Linked DNA regions of Sus scrofa: region 2 is linked to region 1. The links are chromatin contacts, called in public Hi-C maps. All regions are on one chromosome and are shown on one strand. Each heading gives the region's core, a stretch centred on a gene start, on an enhancer-like site or on the middle of the called end of the contact. The rest is flanking DNA. Distances are from core to core; before and after follow the strand shown.

Region 1 (6,998 bases), core at 1,957-4,456:
GCAGGAGACAGACTAGGCCCATTCAACCCTCACACAGGCCGAACTTTATCCCAAAGCCTCACTGTTGGCCAGGGCGGCAGGGCTTGTCAGAGAACGGAGCGGTCCTGCACTTTCAAAGTGCCCTCTATGCAGCATGGTTACTTTTTTTTTTTTCTTTTTAACCATTGCATATTAGTAAAGGTAAAACGACTATGCAAGAAAAAGAACAGTCATGAAAGGAGGAGGTGTTTCTCAAGGAAGATCTGCTGATTAGGCCATTAAAAATGTCATTGAGGTCACTTGGCCTGGAGTTGGAATTCATTAGCACTCCTGCCTAAATATCAGGGTGCCGTTTTTGCATGTATTGCATGTTGTTTCACAGTGTTCGCAGTGCAGGAGAGCAGAGCTGAGAACCAATAGTATGGTGTGTGCAGGGCTGGCTGGGGTTCAGCGTGACTATTTTTGTTTCTCCATCATGACTCCTCTGCTGCAACACCTCCCCTTGCATCTGTCTTGCGGCTGCAATAGCATTGTCTCGGAGCTCCTATCCTGGCCTCCCTGATTCCCAGGACCCTCTGTCTAACTCCCGCTCCTCCCACCCACCCCCCTCCCCGCCATTTCCTCCAGGAGCTTTACTAAAAGAACAATATATCTCTGTTTGCTCCCTCCTCAAGCCACGGGGGCTTCTTTGAACTCCTCACTTCCCCCGAGAAGCCAGGTATCCCATCAAGGTACCATCCTGGACTGGGGACATCTAAGAAACTTGGCACTCCCATAGGAGTCTCCATTCTTGCGTCGTCAGCAGGAACCTAGGGAGATGCTCAGGCACGATGGTCTCCAGTGTCAGTCTTTTTCTGAGTGTGCAGAGCAAACTCCCCTTTGGTCTCAGAGAAGAACACAAACATTTCTGCAGGCTTACTGAGGCCTGTGTCTTCCTCTGTGATCATATCTCCCTTCACCCACCTCTTTGCTCATCAAGCCCAGCCACTCTGTTCTCCTTTCTGTTCCTTAGACTCATCCAATTTCATTCCCACTTCAGGGCTTTGCACTTCTGCTGGTCTCTTTCTCTGAGACACCCTGCCCACCCCCAAGAGGCATGTCAGCTCTTTCTCATCATTCAGAGCTTTGCTCACATGTCAGCTCTCAGAGGTTAATGTCTAGGATAGCCCTTCCCACTTGGCCTTGTCCAGCTTGTCCTCAGACTTTGGAAACCATTGACAATCACTGATGCCGTGGATGAGCTGACACATATATTTCTCTGTCTCTCCGGCACTAGGATAGAGATTCCATGCCAGGGACCTGGTTTGACACCCTCAAGGCTGTATCCTCAACATCATGTAATGTATCTGGCACTTAGTAGGCTCTCTATATAAATATTTGTTAAAAAAATCAATGAGTGGACAAACTAGAATTTTTTTTTTTTATGCCAGTGAACTTCATCTCTCAAACTTAGCAGTGTTGGGCTTTGTCACTGGAAGTCCCATCTGGACCCCCTACTCTACCCGTGGCAGGTCACGATGGTGGGCCTCGGCTGGTTTGCAGCATCCCAGTCACTGGGAAGTTCAGGGCTTGCCTGTGGCTAGTAGACCATGATACTAGGGGTGTGCCAAGCATCAGCCTCCAGAACTCATCAGAGAGTCCAACTGGGCCACCACTAGCTGGGAGATGGGTGAGCAGGAAGATCTTGGAATGAAGCATAGAATATAAAGTGGGGAAACCAGGCCAAAGGGAGACCCTGAAGGGACTCCCAGATCCAAGGGAACACGGGTCCCCTGTAAAGACCCCGGTAGTTTGGGGTGAGCAGGTGAAGGAGTAGTAGAGTCACTTGGTCCAGATATGCAGTTACTGACAACTGTTCTCCTAGGGATATGAGTTGCTCTGAGGACCTCTGGGAGCTTCAGGGCGGGGTGGGGGGAGGAGTATTCCTTTCTTGCTGCAGACTAGTGGGTGGGATCCCAGGAAGGGAGCTTCTCAAAAGATAACCAAGGAGGTCATTGAACGGTCCAGAAAAGAGTGGACAAGGACTGGCAATGGCAGAAAGGAGGAAGTGAAGGAGATTCATGCCAGAGGAATTGCTGATTCAGAACTGAAAAAAAATGTGCACTTGATCAGAATAGATGGATGGCATGGGGAAGAAAGAAGATGCCACAAGGACTGGGAATTCTGTGTGTCCAGCTGCATAGAGGCTGTCAGATGTCTTCACCAAGTACAGCAAGGTGGGGACAGGCTGGGGGCAAAAAGCCTTGTCTCCTCACAGGCTGAATTTGACAAGCTCATAGGGCCTCCTGAGAGAGATTTTTTTTTCCTCATAAGCAGATGGAAATAGAGGCCTGGAGCATAAGAGAATGGCAGAAATTGTATTATTTTGAGTAAAAAGAGGCTCTAAAGGTAATCAAGATTTTTGGTGGAAAGAGAGGGCACCAGGAGGGCATTTTTAACTTCAATACAACTAATACTGATTAAAGTAAAGCTTGAAGCTGGTGGACAGTTTTGTATTTAAATGGAGGGGCTGGGATTTAATTTTTGAAATGGATCGTGAGGTTTCAGAAATCAGCTATCTTTTTTTTTTGCATCACAAAGAGGACTGGGGAGTGTCTTTAGTAGGGCAGAGACCTAGCAATGACAACCCCAAAGGGCCAGATAGGAGAGTCTAGTTTTTCTCAATAAAAAGGGACGAGTCCTTTTGTTCAACAAAGCGTCCACACCATGACCCCTGCAAAGGTCACTTTGTGCATGTAATGCTGAAAACATCATGCTTAAAAAAATTACACATTATTCATACCACACAGGTAAACAAAACCAAATTATGGTCTCTTCTTGCCTCCAAGTAAAGGAAACCAAAGCATCAGAAATGAAAACAAGACACTACACAAAGATGAGAAAACAGATCAAACCCTAGAGAACACGTGCAAAACCAGCAAAAATAGTTACCAACTGTGGGAGATAGAATACAGAACAAAAGGAGTCCTCAGAGACACCCTCCCTCCCAAAGAACCAAATAGCAACTTTAAAATGTGAGGAAAGATAAATCATATTTCATAACCAATATTACATCGATGAGAGAAGATTCATAACATAGCCTTGGGTCCTGCTTGCTGAGTTCTTGTAATAAGCTCTGGGCCAGAGCTAAAAATAGTCAAGGAATGGGAACAGTCAGGCGTCGGGGGTGAGGCTACAGGCCAGCACTGGTGACAAGGGCGTGGTCACATGGACAGAGGCAGATGGAGAGGAGGGCAAGGCTTGGCCAGGGCAGAAGGGGAAGCCCCTTAGGTCAGCCCCATGGGCTACAGCAGAGCCAAGCGCTGATGGCCTTAGATGCCCGGAAGCCTCTGCTGCAGCTTCTGCCACTTGTTCCTGCCTCACAGATCACCTCCAGCTTCCCCCGACAACTGGTGTTTTCCTCTTGAAACGTAGTGTGGCCAGGGAGGGCACTCTAGTATTTCTTGAGCATCTTGGAGGGCCTCCAGGCAGGGTGGACCAGGAAGTTGGAGGGGGTTTGCTGGTCAAATGAACTTGAGAGACACTGTGTCCAAAACCTCCTTTTTTTTTTTTTTTTTTTTTAAGGGCCACACTTGCAGCATATGGAGGTTCCCAGGCTAAGGGTCTAATCAAAGCTGTAGCCATTGGCACAGCAACATGGGATCCGAGCTGCAGCAACTCGGGATCCGAGCCACATCTGCGGCCTACCCCACAGCTCACGGCAACACCAGATCCTTAACCCACTGAGCGAGGCCAGGGATCGAACCAGCATCCTCATGAATCCTAGCCAGATTTGTTTCTGCGAGCCACAAGAGAAACTCCTAAAACCTCCCTTGAGTTCACATCCCCATCAGCATATTCAAGGCTTCAAGTCCTGCTGTTAAAGAACCCAGTTTAATTAGCCACCACCCCCCGCAAAAAAACATGCCAAAAAGCTAGAGGTCTACAAAATCTGCTTTATCTTTGCTGCCTTACAGTTATTATTCTGAATAACAAGAACAATAATATTCACGGTCACCAAATTTGATTTGGCTATTCTGATGGGCTGTGCCCATCCCCTCTCACTGTCAGATGTTTTGGCCTTAAAGTTGCCCATTAAATTGGGAGGGAACAACTTTCTCCGAGGAGGTTATCTGAGGAGGGACATAGCCTGGCTGAAACGTCCGAGCTTGCCCGCAGGAAACTGTGGCACTCGTGATCAACGTATGGATAGAACGTCCTGTGTGTACAAAGCACTTTTATAGATGATCCTTTAGTCTTCTCTCACTGTAACACAGTGATGGGCTGTGGGAAGCTGAGCTGATTCCCTTCTGGGAGTGCAGCAAAACCAGTTTGGTTTCTGGAGGAGTTAAATCCGAAAGGTAAAGACTTAGGATAATTATAGCCCCACTTTCTCCTGCAGCTTCACCGGTCAAGAGTACTTCCCCCACTGATCCCTTCTCAAGTTTAACCACTAATTACTTGATGCGGATGCTGGCTGAATAGGAAATTTTATATCGGAGGACCTAAAACTCATATTATTTTTCAGTTCCTTGCTGAGTTATCTGATGATCACACTGATGCCAACAGGATCAAGTCCAAGTACCTTAGCTTCCCTTCACATCTGACGACCCAGCTTTCCCACATCATCTCCTATCACTTTCCCACCCTGTGCGCTGCATTCCTGCTCCCCGCAACCACCAGCCATTTCCCAAACAGGCCTTGCTTCCTCCAACCCCTAGCCCTCAATGCACTCACTCTGCGTTCTGTTCCTAGCTGTCCTTTTCTTTCTCTCCCTGAAAACCTTCCAGTCACTTCTTCCTCTGGGTTCCTCTGCCCCCTATACCTCAATTTAGACAGCACTCATCCTTTTGGAATTGTTCCTGTGTCTTTCTGGAGCTTCTGAAAAGCAGGGCCTATGTTTCATCCATCATGGCGCCCCCTGGGCATCGCGCAGTACTAATGGCACATCATAGATGGTGCCTTTTTTTTTTTTTTTTTGTCTTTGGTCTTTTTTCAGGGCTGCACCTGAGGCATATGGAGATTCCCAGGCTAGGGATGGAATCAGATTACAGCTGCCAGCCTACACCACAGCCACAGCAATGCCAGATCTGAGCCACATCTGCGACCCACAGCACAGCTTACAGCAATGCCGGATCCTTAACCCACTGAGCAAGTCCAGGGATTGAACCCGCAACCTCATGGTTCCTAGTCAGATTCATTTCCTCTTGCCACAATGGCAACTCCAAGATGATGCTTAAGAAACTTTCATGGAATGGATGATTCACTTAGGTGCTGTCTTCTTCTGTGGAATTCTGGATTCATGCTGAGACCCAAAACTGTACCAATAACCGATCATCAGCAATCAATGGGGAGTGGCAAGAGGGAGGAGCCAGAGCCGGCATTGGCCATGCCATGTGGGTCGATGGAAAAAGCCTGGGCCCAGTGGTTGCTTATCACAATCTCTGGGAAAAGAGATACATATGAGATTTTTAAAAATTGTTTTTCAAAAAGAGAATGGACTAAAAGAGGGTGAGAAATAGCAGCCCAGGACTGCATTCACAGTGAGCCATGCTGGATAAGACAGGGATGGAGAAACAGGGCACAGGACTGTCCCCAGGCCTGCCTTCTGGGATGAGGGGGGCCTCCTCCCACTGTGAGGGGCTCCTTGACTCAGGGACCTCCCACCTGGGGGAGGCTGGGTGCACTCCCCCACTTCAGCCTCCCTGGCATAGATGAGGCTCATTCTCAGCTTCTCCTGGAGGGAAAGAAAAGCTCGTAAATTGTTACCAGTTTTTCCCTCACTTTTATGTTTCCTCTTCATGTTTAACCTTTGATTATTTGATTAAGATCTCTAAGAGGAGCTTGTTCAGTCTAAGCTCAATTCGCCTTCATTATCATTCCTCAGAATCCTTGAACATAAAGGGATCTAAACCAAACGTCTGGACATTGAGCGCAGCCGTGCAAACAGCCTCTGGTAATTCCAGGCAAGGAGTGAAGATATCCAGCAAATGGCAAGCAGTGGAGGTCGTACCTATTTTCTTTCTGAGATGATCCCCAACAGGGAGTCAGGACTAGTCCTTAAATTATGTTTGTTTACAAAAGTTGCTTTACCTTTTTGAGCTTAAAAGTCCAGCTGTGCACAAAAGAGATCACGGACCATTGCAATTAAAAGGGACTTTGGTGTTTACTTAGTTCTCCCCATTGCATCTCACATGGTGGAAAGGGACAGCGGGAGAAGCGTAATTCGAAATTTCTAACAGCCTTAACAGCATTCTGTAGCTATTTTCCTCTAGAGAACTTAGAAGCAGTTGAAAGTACTTTTAAATGGCTACTGTGGTCTGATTTATTCCTCCAGAAGGAGGACCGCAAATGTGAGGATGGGAACAGAAGTGAGGAAAACACACTGAATCAATGGACACAAAAGAAGAATGATTACGAAAAGCCTGCCTGAGCTTATTCGGATTCATTCCACCCTAAACAAATCCTCAAATAGAGAAAGCACCATCAAATATTGATGAAATAAGGGAAAATGCCAAGTTACCCACTTCTTCTTAAAATGTACTAATGAACAGATCCAGTGATGTTTACACGTCTTAACTGCTAATTCAATAAACATTAATGAGCATCAGCTCTGTCCTAAATCCATGGCGATTAGGGTAAAAGTAAGGATGTACATATGCATGGGGAGAAGAGCAAACATTTATGGAGGGCTACAATGGCACTGGGCTAAGTATTAGCTCATTTAACCTTAGTCATAAGTACAATTGTTTGCCCATTTTATAGGTAAGGAAACTGAAATTTAGAACAGGGAAGTAACTCGCCCGAGATTCCAGAGCTGGCAGGTGACTGCGTTGTGTTCCTGACCCAGGTCAGCCCTAGTTCCTAACTGAGGTGCTTTACTGACTCCCAGAAGACAAGCTCCCCTGAACTTGTAGTTGGATAGGTGGGGCTCACGGGACAGAATCCATAGGATGAGGACCCCAAGTGGGAAAGGATATAGTTAAAGGAGAGTCACAGGGAAGGTCATACTAGGGCAGGAGCTAAAGAACGAGGGAGGA
Region 2 (6,585 bases), core at 2,741-5,240, 470 kb after region 1:
TAGAGTATATATACAGTGAAATATATATATATATATATATATATATTCAGCCATAAAAAAGAATGGAATAATGCCATGTGCAGCAACATGGATGGACTTAGAGATTATTATAGTAAGCAAAGTAGGTTAGAAAGAGGACAAATACTATATGATGTCACTTATATCTAGAATATAAAATAAGACAAATAAATTTATCTATGAAAGAGAAATAGACTCGCAGACATAGAGAATAGATTTGTGGTTGCGAAGGGGTAGGTGGGTGAAGGACGGAAGGATTGGGAATTTAGAATTAGCAGAAGCAAACTAGTATATATAAAATGGATGAACAACGAGGTTCTACTGTGTAGCACAGGGAACCATATCCAATATCCTGTGATAAATCATAATGGGAAATAATATATATGTGTAACTAACACTTTGCTATACGGCAGAAATTAATGCAACATTGTAAGTCAAGTATACTTCAATAAAATGTTCTTAAAATCAATGTGTCCAAATTCTATCCAATTATTAAGAATCTATCCCAACATCATAGAGATATAGTCAAAGATCTGTGTGTAAGAATGTTTCTAGCAAAAATTTAAAGGAACAGTGGGGGAAATGATTCAGTATGATGGGAAATGTCATTAAAATGATACTTAAGGAGTTCCCATTGTCACTTAGCAGAAACGAATCTGACTACTAGTATCCATCCAAGAGGACATGGGTTTGATCCCTGGCCTTGCTCAGTGGGTTAAGGATCCAGCATTGCCATGAGCTGTGGTGCTGGTCACACACGTGGCTTGGATCTGGTGTTGCTGTGGCTGTGGTGTAGGCCACCTGCTACAGCTCCAATTCAACTCCTAGCCTGGGAACCTCCGTATGCCGTGGGTGCAGCCCTAAAAAGACAAAAAAAAAAAAAAAATGATGCTTAAGAATGTTTTATAATAATACTAAAAAATTTTGCTACAATTCTAAGGGGAAAATAGGTCACAAGTTTTATATGTAACGTTTTTCCAACACTTGTGAGAAAAAAAATACACAGGCAAAAAGTGTCAGACAAAATGCTAACCAATTACTTCAGATTTGAGGAGGTGGGTGATTTTTTTTCTCTCTCTTCTTTCCAAATTACCCACAATAAGCTTTACCTTGAAATTATAATATCATTACCAAAAAACACATGTCCCTTAGGTGACCACCTCCTCCCTCACTGGAGATCTCTTTGTCCCCCTGTTCATCACACCACAGCTTTCTCCCTATAGACACAATGAAAACAAGAAAAACAAAGCCACAGAATTCACTTTTGCAAGAATCATCAAGGTTAGCATGCACCCAAACCATAACACATTTGATAAGATGCCCAGAGGAGAATTCCACCCCGCTTCCATGCATTCCTGCCCAAGACATGTAGCATGAATCTCATCATGAAGAAGTATCAACAAACCCCAAACTCTTTTAAAGGGTAGCTGGCCTGGACTATCCCAAGATGTCAAAAGCCAGACAAGAAGGGCTGAAGAACCACCCAGATCAAAGGACACCAAAGAGAAGTTCCCCTGTGGTGCAGGGGGTTAAGGATTTGGCATTGTCACTGCAGAGGCAGTGGACGATCCTTGGCCTGGGAACGTCTACAGTTTCAAAAAAATAAGCCAAAAAAATAACTAAATAAAAGGACACCAACCATAAGTGATGCAGGATTACATCCTCGACCAGAATTTTTCTATTGCTAAAAGAGCAATAAGTAAACAATTGATGAATTGAAATAAATTCTGCATATTAAATATTACAACAGTTTCATCATTAGTCTTCTGATTCTGTTAGGTCTAGCATGGATATCTATAAGACAGTTTTTAGGGAATACATGCAGACATTCTTTAGGGGGCATCAGTTTGCAACACACCATCAGATGGTGCAGAAAAAAATAATATACATATGAGAGAGAATGCAAATGTGTTAATAGTTGGGAAATCTGGGTGACAGGCATACTGGAATTCTTTATTCTATTTTTAATAACTTTTCTGTAAACCTGCAACTATTTCAAAATAAATGGTAGAGATAGTGAGAAAAAAAGAAAAATTGTCTTCTCTCTTTCTCAACTTCTCTCTCCCTGCCTCTTGTCTCTCTCTCCCATCCCACAAACCCACACACAGAAACATGTCTAAAGGAAGTGTAGCAAAAGCATTAATAGCATTTATATCTAGACAGTGGGGCATTACGTTTAAAATTAGTCTTGCAAAGACAATAAAAGCAAAAATAAACAAGCGGAGCTATAACAATTTAAAATGCTTCTACATAACAAAGGAAACCAAGTGAATGGAAAACAATGAAATAAAGAAGCTGCCTCCTGAACAGGAGAAAGTATTTACAAGTCATATATCTGATAAGGGATTGATTTCCAAAATATACAAAGAACTCATATAACTCGATAGCAAAAAACCAATCTGATTAAAAACCGCGCAGAGGATCTGAATAGGCATTTTTCCGAAAAAGATATACAGACAGTCAACAGGTACATGAAATGTGTTCAACATCGTTAATTACTAGGAAAACGCAAATCAAAATCACAGTGAGGTACCATCTCACACCTGTAGGAATGTCTATCATCACAAAGACAAGAAATAACAAGTGTTAGCAAGGACGTGGAGAAAATACTGCCATTGTGAACTATTGCTGGGAATGTAAACTGGTAAAGCTGCTATGCAAAACAACATGAAGGTTCCCCCCAAAATTAAAAATATAACTACCATATGATCCAGCAATTCCACTTCTGTGCATTTATCCAAAGGAAAGAGACACTAAGCAGTAAAGATACATGCACTCTTATGTTCACTGCAGCATTGTTTACAATAGCCAAGATATGGAAGCAACCTTAGTGTCCACCTATGGACAGATGGATAAAAAAATATATATGTATATATGCAATGGAATGTTATATACCATGCACATGTATATATGCAATAGAATATTATTCAGCCTTAAAGAAGGAAATACTGCCACTTGTTTTTTTTGTTGTTTTTTTTTTGTCTTTTTTTTCCTTTTCTAGGGCAGCTCCCACATGGAGGTTCCCAGGCTAGGGGTCGAATTGGAGCTGTAGAGGCCAGCCTACGCCAGAGCCACAGCAACGCAGGATCTGAGCCACATCTACAACCCACACCACAGCTCACGGCAATGCTAGATCCTTAACCCACTGAGCAAGGCCAGGGACCGAATCCACAACCTCATGATTCCTAGTTGGATCCGTTAACCACTGTGCCACGACCGGAACTCCAATACTGCTACTTGTGATGAACATGGTTTGACATGCATGAACCTTGAAGGCATTATACAAAGTGACATAAGACCAAGAAAGAGAAATGCTGTATTTTCTCATTTACATGTGGAATCTTAAAAAACAAAAACAGAGGGTAGAATACTGACTGCCAAGAGCTAGGAGGTGGGGGAAATGGGAGAGGTTGGTCAAAGGGCATAAACTTCTTGTTATGAGATGAATCAGCTCCCAGGATCTAATGTTCAGTATGGTGACTACAGATAACAATACCGTTTAGTACACTTGAAAGTTGTTAAGAAAGTAGACCTTAAAGGTTTTCATCATCATGTCGACAACAACAAAAAGGTAATTATGGGAGGCAAAGGATGTGCCAACTAACCTGATTGTGGTAAACGTTTTGCAGTATATACGTGTATCAAGTAATCATGCTATACCCCTTAAACACACACAATGTATGTCAGTTACATTTCAATAAAGCTGAGGGGGGGAAATAATAATAAAATCAACCTTTTTATGCTTTTATGTTTCACACATAATCAACCACCGATATGTATTTATTCTCATCATATACATACATTTACAACTTTAAAATGGGCCACCAAGGGCTGTGGCTGTGATCTGCCCTGAGGGCCCCTCTGCAGTGTCAGTTGGCTTGTCTGTATCACGACTCTCCCCACACAGTTACACCCACGTGGGCTCCACCAGCAGCTGTGGCTGGGCCAAAACTGGCCTCAATGGGATGGTGATAGTAAGACAGCTGTACTCTCAAGTGACTTGAAGTGTCACATGTCTTTCCCCTGAGGCCATGAGTATACCGTATGACGGAAGAAACTAAAAATGGCAATGTGCATACTCTTTGGTGTAGAAACACCCTGTCACTTTCTGGGAGCTGAAGAGTTCCAGAAAGATGAAGGTGGAGATTGTCTACGTGGTTAACGTGTCTCTGATTTTTTTTAAAGCAAATTATTACTTGTTACGGATTTATAGTACACGTCATCTTAATCTCTGGGTGTCTTGGAGAACCACCCAAGTTCTTTCCCCATTAGTTATAGTTTTAAAAATAAATTTTAAAGTAGCACTTATCACAGTGCTGGGCATATCTCATAGAGAACCAATAAATACTCTTCTGATGAACTGATCAAAAAATGAATCCAAAAGGTGTGAATGACTGGCATGAGAAGAAAACTTTGCAGTCCGGGTTTTAAGGTTTGGATTATGCAATAGGTTTGACAGTTTCTGACCAATTTATTTAACAATTTTCCAGTCTGTGCCAGTTGACTGTGGCCTCAGTGGGTCACTGAGTTTGCCTCTGGCTGCAGGCAGGAACAGGTCACACACTGGGATCTCAGCAGGCAGGCTGTACGCCAACATTCTGCAAAACGTCCAGAAAGGGCTTTCACAACTTAATGCTGAAAGGCACCCTAAAGTTTATATCACTGAAAATTCAGCCTTAATAGATCAACCTCTTCATCCCACAAAGCTAGGTCTTCAATTTGTGATTTTAGAAAGAGAGACATGTTCAATTCTAGACTCTTTTCATTCGTTTCTGTCCCTATGAGGGATGATTCTCTGAATTTATTCTCAAAGTCTGCAACCATTTAAATATGGAGACAAATGCTTAACCCACTCATTAGAGGAATTAGACATGGATTTTCTTCTAACCTGCTTTTTGAGCAGCCTCTTGGTTGGACTCAGACAACCCAAGATATACTTTTGTGTAAAACATCATGCTCTTTGAGAAAACCTAACTGATTTTCTGTTTACAAAATATTTCAGAAATCAAGGTAAAAGCCTTTAGAACTAAACCTTGGAAATTTTAATTTCCAAATATTAAGAAAGAAATGTATGACAGTAAACATGTATTATTCTGTCTTGACATCTGGCATTGTGATTAGTTTCTTTCCAGAAAATAACTTTAAATCATGATGTGAAGTTAAATGTAAAAATCTAACAAGAGAGGAAAATGGCTTCAGGATCTTAGAATTCAAAAGTGTCTCTGCTGTTTGCATCAACATTCCTTCTCTCATGAGTATTCATAATTCCATCACATTTCAGTCATCAAACAGCCAACACATAGAGCTACCTAAGGTGACATTTGTACTGATTTAATACTTACAATAATCTTGCAAAGAAGGTACTATTATATTCTTTTTACAGATAGACAGCAAGAGTCAATTGCCTGAAGTAAATAAGTAATCAAAGGCAAAGCACAGTTCCAATCCTCTGACCTGACTAAAGGGTACAAAATTTTAGCAATTGCATTTTACCATATGTCTGATTATTATCAGAGGCAAATTGGGAGAGGGTAAAATTAAGGTATTGGGCAATAATCTTAATGGTAGCTAACTCTGACCAATCCTCAGAGGTCAAATTTCTGGGGTACCAAATTCCTCTTTGAGGAAAGTAGCAAAAGGGGGTGGGTTTATCACGTTCTGCGAGAGTTTTGCATTCTGCTGAGCTGCATCGTGGTTGCAGTCAGCAATTGCTGTATTCCCTTCAGCTGTCTTGTACTCCTTTAGCCCCCTCCTGTTGAGAGTTTTGCGGTATGCTGCGCCACCTGGTGGATACTGTAAGCAACTACCCCTTTTTTAAGCATACATACATCACACTGTCCTGCTGCGCTTTGCGGTCTACTGCGCCACCTGGTGGTTATTGTTAGGAATTACTCTATTCTCTTCATCTGTCTTGCAAGTCTTCGCCCTATCCAGCTGTTTTTGCATTCAACTGCGCCACCTGGTGGATGCTGTTAGCACTTACTCTATTCCTTTCAGCTCTCCTGTACGTCTTTGTCCTGTCCTGCTGAGTTTTGCGTTCAACTGCACCACCTGGTGGATGCTGTTAGCAATTACCCTATTCTCGTCTTGTACTCTGCCCTGTGTTCTGCTGCGCCACCTGGTGGTTACAGTTAGCAAGTGATTTATAATCACTTTAGCTGTCTTGTATACTATTTATTGCCCTGTCCTTCTGAGTTTTGAGTTCTGCTGCACCACCCTGTAGTTGCAGTTAGCAATTACTATATTCCCTTCAGATGTCTTTTACATGCTTGCCTTGAGATTTGTATTCTGTTTTGCCACCTGGTAGTTGCTGTTAACATTTACTGTATTCCTTTCAGCTGTCCTATATTTCTTTGCCCTGTCCTGAATTTTGCATTCTACTGTGCCACCTGGAGGTTGCACCTAGTAATTACTCTATCCCCTTCAGCCATCTTGTACATGCTTCCCTGAGTTTTGTATTCTGCTGCACCACCTGGTGGTTACAGTTAGCAACTGCTATATTTCCCACAGCCTTGTACTTAACTTGCCCTGTCTGGCTGAGAGTTCTACATTCTACTGACAGCTGGT

Evidence for each region. A called contact is a pair of places that touch in the nucleus more often than the background predicts.
Region 2: a contact with region 1 is called in a Hi-C map of heart right ventricle, with 6 times the contacts expected there. The contact joins two enhancer-like sites. A contact is called at or near these places in 9 of 47 Hi-C or Micro-C datasets (embryonic fibroblasts, epiblast stem cells, fetal heart ventricle and 6 more) and 1 of 2 datasets of contacts at active chromatin or transcription factors (skeletal muscle).

The regions. Positions count from the first base shown.
Region 1 is chr15:55,840,930-55,847,927 of Sscrofa11.1, forward strand. No RefSeq gene overlaps it. Among named protein-coding and RNA genes, the nearest start is that of PPP1R3B, 160 kb to the right of the region's middle. Within about 2 kb of position 3,207, at least 9 of the 83 cell types and tissues checked have an H3K27ac peak or open chromatin away from gene starts, as enhancers often do. A contact at or near this core is called in fetal skeletal muscle, where this site is marked.
Region 2 is chr15:56,308,526-56,315,110 of Sscrofa11.1, forward strand. All of the region lies in intron 1 of LOC102160389 (a long non-coding RNA gene), which reads right to left. Among named protein-coding and RNA genes, the nearest start is that of MFHAS1, 110 kb to the left of the region's middle. Within about 2 kb of position 3,991, at least 6 of the 83 cell types and tissues checked have an H3K27ac peak or open chromatin away from gene starts, as enhancers often do. A contact at or near this core is called in fetal skeletal muscle, where this site is marked.